2 separate regions of the Sus scrofa genome follow, and region 2 is linked to region 1. The links are chromatin contacts, called in public Hi-C maps. All regions are on one chromosome and are shown on one strand. The core of a region is the stretch at or near the end of the contact, and the rest is flanking DNA. Distances in the headings are between cores, read along the strand shown. Region 1 has its middle 210 kb from the start of SPTSSA. Region 2 has its middle 170 kb from the start of EGLN3.

The links. A called contact is a pair of places that touch in the nucleus more often than the background predicts.
Region 2: a contact with region 1 is called in a Hi-C map of embryonic fibroblasts, with 5 times the contacts expected there. The contact joins two enhancer-like sites. A contact is called at or near these places in 11 of 47 Hi-C or Micro-C datasets (alveolar macrophages, blood, embryonic fibroblasts and 7 more) and 1 of 2 datasets of contacts at active chromatin or transcription factors (skeletal muscle).

What each region holds. Positions count from the first base shown.
Region 1 is chr7:65,509,619-65,512,385 of Sscrofa11.1, forward strand. No RefSeq gene overlaps it. Among named protein-coding and RNA genes, the nearest start is that of SPTSSA, 210 kb to the left of the region's middle. Within about 2 kb of position 1,398, at least 6 of the 83 cell types and tissues checked have an H3K27ac peak or open chromatin away from gene starts, as enhancers often do.
Region 2 is chr7:65,634,534-65,637,233 of Sscrofa11.1, forward strand. No RefSeq gene overlaps it. Among named protein-coding and RNA genes, the nearest start is that of EGLN3, 170 kb to the right of the region's middle. Within about 2 kb of position 1,403, at least 36 of the 83 cell types and tissues checked have an H3K27ac peak or open chromatin away from gene starts, as enhancers often do.

The DNA of each region.
Region 1 (2,767 bases), core at 148-2,647:
AATCCACAGAAAAGCCACAGTGGCAGGTCCAAGAAGGGCAGAAGTCAGGGCGGTTCCAAGGACCACAACAGCCCAAGGACACGGACTTTCACTTTCATTAACATGGTTCAGCCTTGGCTCCCTCCCCACCATCCCCTCCCCGCATTGTGCCCCTCAGCATAAGTTATCCAGAGAGAGAGAGATTCTGCAGATTGAGTATGGAGTAAAGGTCCCCTTCTGTCTAATTAGTGGTGGGCCCAGACACGGGGTCTCATAGCCTGGTCTCCACTCAGTAGGGCTTATGAAAACCAGCCCCCTGAGAAAGAAGTTGATGGTAGAACTGGGACCAAGGGTAGCTCTTGGTGTGAGCTACTGCTTGTGGAAGGTGCCAGATAATTTGTCAGTTCTTAAGCAGGAGAAAGGTTTTAATCATTAAATTGGAGGGAGAAATTTCTGGCCTTGCCCTGTACGATCTGCTCATCCTCCTGGGTCTCTAAGTGCGCTGAAGTGTTGCTTCCCTGCTCCTGGTCTAACTACTCGCTTAGCAAACAGGAGTCTCCATGGAAGGCACTGACCTGTGATTTATGTGTCATAAAAGGGCTGGGGTGTTTGATGCCTGCACTTATCTGCTTGAGAAGAAGCATTAAATGAGAGCTAATGGACCCTCGGCTTCTAATGCGGCTGCTGCGTACTGAATGCGTGGCGCACAAAGGCTCCATTTCAGTCTGGCTCCCCCCGGCCGGGCCAAGCTGATTTTCATCCTGCAGATTTCAACGAAGCTTAGCCACAGACACAACCACGAAAAGCAGAACCCAAAGGCCAAGAAACTGCAGTTTTCTCCTTTTCATACCTTCTCCACGAAAGATCTCTTACCAGGAAGATGTTTTATATACAAATCTTCAGAGTTAAAATGCTAATGTGAAGTAAACATTTCGGCTGATGACACCATTTCAAATGATGGTTTAACAATCCATAGTTCCAAATGAGAGGTCTCTTTGACCTCATATCAAACAATTTCTTTCTTTCTTTTTTCTTTTCTTTTCTTTTTTTTTGTCTTTTTGCCTTTTCTAGGGCCGCTCCCTCGACATATGGAGGTTCCCAGGCTAGGGGTCGAATCGGAGCTGTAGCCACCGGCCTACGCCACAGCCACAGCAACGGGGGATCAGAGATGTGTCTGCGACCTACACCACAGCTCACGGCAACCCCGGATTGTTAACCCACTGAGCAAAGCCAGGGACCGAACCCGCAACCTCATGGTTCCTAGTCAGGTTCGTTAACCACTGCATCACGACGGGAACTCCTATATCAAAACAATTTCTTATAGACGCAGGGTTCATTTGAATCCATAACGACTGCATACGCCTTTAACTAGCCAGCTGGAGAGTGCTCAAAATTGGTTCGCTCTGGGTCTCTACCGCCAGTAGCCTCTAGGTGGCACTGCAACGCAACGTTAGTGCACGGCCGTGCGCGTTCATAGGGAAGATTTAGGGCTCAGAAAAGTTAAACACTTCAAAGAGTACAGAAATCACCTCTTAGAGGTTGCTGTAGAAGCCTTGGGACCACAGACCACCTTTTTCAAGGACTAACGGGCTAAATGACAAGGATGGTGTAGAAGGAAAATGTACCTAGGAGTGTTTTGCAGTCTTGATAGAAGTAAGAATCACAACCACCTCATGTGCCTGGGAGGGAGGAGGCTGGGAAAGGGAAAAGCCTGAGAAAACAAGAATAAGGGCGAGAGAGGAATAGATTTTTAAATTATTATGATTATTTTCTTCTGAGGGAGCATTTGGCCTGAAGTACATGAAGTTCCTCTGGATTTATTCTCCCTCCCAACTGGTGAATTGAATTAATGTATAGTTGATTGTTCTAGTATAATAATAGTTGGAGGGTCATAATAAGTAACACTGATGAAAGTTATTTATCATAAACTTATTTATGAGTGATGGGATGAATCAAGAAAAAAAAACTAAGTGAAACATCACCAAATGTCTTTTCTTACAGACATTTGGGCTGATGTTAGACTTACGATATAAAGCAGAACTTAGCTCACAAGATTTTGATGGTTTGGGAGGTAGACCTAAGCTTATTGTCTGAATCTTATTTGCTGTCTGTTTACCATAATTTGTTCTATCTATTTCTGTTTCTAACAGTGCTCTAAATCAATGGTTCTTAGTTTTATTTTTTTAAAAAAATTATTGTTTTTTAATTATAGTTGATTTACAATGTTCTGTCAATTTCTGCTCAATGGTTTTTATTTTTTTTATTTTTTATTTTTTTGTCTTTTTGCTATTTCTTGGGCCACTCCCGCGGCATATGGAGGTTCCCAGGCTAGGGGTCCAATCGGAGCTGTAGCCACCGGCCTACACCAGAGCCACAGCAACGCAGGATCCAAGCCGCGTCTGCAACCTACACCACAGCTCACGGCAACGCCGGATCGTTAACCCACTGAGCAAGGGCAGGGACCGAACCTGCAACCTCATGGTTCCTAGTCGGATTCGTTAACCACTGCGCCACGACGGGAACTCCCTCAATGGTTTTTAAAGTGCTGGTACCCCCTGGGCACGTGTTAGACATGCAGATTCCCGAGCCCCACCCACCCCAGACTTCCTGGGTCAGAAATTCAGAATGGGGCCCAGCAACCTATGTTTTAACTTGTCCTCCCAGTTATTGTGTCCCATGACCGTATTAGCAAAACTGATCTAAAGAGTCCCTCAGACATGAGTAGGGAAAAGTGAGAATAGATAGGGAGCATGCACATGGTGACTGAATAATCTGTCTTTTTCTCAGT
Region 2 (2,700 bases), core at 153-2,652, 120 kb after region 1:
TGGCTCAGTGTCCTCTTTCATGGGGGAACAGCAGTACCTCCTTCCTTGGGTTGTCATGAGGACTACTGAGTTTACCTGTATGAAGAGTTTAGAGTGGGTGGTGGCTGCACTGAGCCAGCTCTCCCTTAGCTCTGATGAGCAGGCTGCCTGCTGCATCCCGTGCATTTGCCACCTAGTAACCTTGTTGGAGCATTTGCGATCTGCTGGAAGCATGGGCTAGAGGAGAAATCAGCATGCTCAGTTCAGATTAAGATTCTCTGGACTGCCCTGCCTCTGGGTTGGTAGCTAAGTGCATAGTTGAATTGTCTGCTCCCACAGGCATGGTCAATGGTCAATGCTGCCTTTTTTTTTTTTGGTCTGCTTCTGGGTTGTCCACCAGAGACTTTATCCCTGGAGTGGTGCTCTCAGACCTAGCCAGGCAAGACAGGGCTGCCATCACCATTGTGGGGTGACTGATGGCTCCCGGGGAGCTGGGCTTCCCTTCTGCCCTGAGGCCTGGCTGTGAAAGAAAGCAGATGAAAAAATGGTAGCAATAAAGAAGGCTGCTCCTGGTAGACAACGCCTATTTGTTTCCAGGATGATAAGGCTTGGGGCCTCAGACGGCAGAGTCTGGAATCTGAGCAATCTGGTTCTCTTTCCAGCTTCTGGAACCCTCCTGTGACATGGCTGCTCCCCTGTGCCTCCAATTTACCCTTAGGATCTTGCCCTTCAGAGGTCTGGTCATGATTTGCGGGTCGAGACTGGCTTGTATAATGGAGAGCGGGTCGGATGTGGGGGAGACCACAGTGGCTGCAGGTAAATATTTCACAGCATCACTGGACCGAGAGGCTCAGTGAAGGCACTTTAGTACTTAACCTCCTTGGGCCTCTTTTTGTGAAATGAAGGCCACCTGAACCAACTTTGGGGCGTGTCCTGAGACTAAGAAAATCCCTGGAGAAAAAGCTAAGGAAAAATCAGGTGGGCTATTTATTGTGTTAACAGAACAGTGATGCTTATCAGATATCGGATGCCCTGGTTTGAGGGCCTGGTTGGGGGCGCTCATCCTCAGGTGGAGCGTTTCCCTTCCTGCCTCTCCTCCTCCCTCCCATCCTGGCCCCTTCGCCGCAGGCCGGTTGGTTCTAAGGAATGGTTGCCCTTAGACCAGCGTAGGAGCAGGAACTTCAGGGAGACAGCCCTTCAGGCTGCCTGGGCTGCTCCGGGAATGCAGCGGCTTCTCCTTGGGCGGCGAATCCTCTCAGAGCCCAAGGAAGGGCTGCCCTCATCCGCCTCACCCAGGCTGACCTGGAAAAACTGTCCCCACAAATCAGGCCCTGCGTCTTAGTTCTGCGCTTTCTATAAGGTACCAGGCCTCCTGAGAGGGCGGGGCCACCGCTCACGTGACGATAGGGGTGGTACGACGTACAGCCAATCAACTTACAGTGTCCAACATTCCACCTCTAGAGCATGACGGCCAAACAAAGCCATTCCGGTTCCACTGCAGTCTTTACGGGAAAATTTTCAGTCTGCCACCAGAGGGTGCCCACAGAGCTCTCTGAAAATGACCCAAACCTGCAGAATTAGAGAAAAAATTTCCAGTACTTCTAAGACCAAGACAAAGTACAGCTCCCAAACACAGGACTGGGAGAGATGCACGGGTTCAGCTAATGACCTGTGAGTTTTCAGGGGCAGAAGAGCCAGGGTGGGAGTGATAGAAATTACCTGAGTTTTAGTTAAACAAGTTGCATCTTGATTTTAAATTGGCAATTGCAAATAGCACTTTGGGGATTGGCTTCAGGCGCATTTTCATTCCCTGGCAAAACTCCCTTCCCCACACTTTCTTTCCCCAGCCTGTGTACAAAGGAAATGCAAATACATGTAAATATTGGCCTAAGCCACAGGCTTCTTGGAAGGTAAGGCTGCTGCTTAAAAAAAAAAAATCCTGTAATGCAAGTGAAAAGACAGAGATTTTCTGAGCTGCTGCTCTTGAGGCCTTAGGAATAATAAAAAAAAAAAAAATGGAGAAGCCATGGATCTCTGAAGAGCTGGCCTGGTGTGTAGCGTGCTGGACTGAGTGGAGGAGAGGGGCAGGTTCCTCCCTGACCCCAGCAGGGCTGGCAGGCAGGCTGTCTGGCCTCCCTGCCTCTCCAGGGCCTGGCGCAATGATTGACATACAGTAGGTGACTGTTGAGCTTTGCTGAATGAGTGAATGAATGAATGAATGAGAGGTGAGCCAGAGTGGGTGGGACACTTGCCAGGGCCCCCTGGAAGCTTTCACCAGGATGAATTGGGGAAAGGCTGAGTGCGGTGGAAGGGGAATTTTCTGGGGAGGAGAGGTGCCATTTCTGATGTAGGCTGCCCCTGGCTCAGGCCTTTTCTGTGAATGTCCAGGCCTCCAGATGATATGTTTTGACTTTGCTCTAATGCTGGTTAGGACTGCCCAGTGGTCCCATTCATTCACAGGAACCACTCATTCCCAGTTATTGGATACCTGCTGGGGATCCTGGCAGTTATCCCCTGCCCCCACACAGGGGACCCCAGCCTTCTTTTGCTCTGGCTTTCTGGAAATCAGCCAGCAAGGAACCAGGCAGTACCAGTTGCTGGGCAATTGGGCCATTCATTTCTCTGGACAAATGCAGGATTGTGTGTGTGTGTTTGTGTATTCGACAGTGAGTATGGATTGCAGTAATGCCTTGGGTGTGTGTGGGGGGGGGTTGTGGTCTG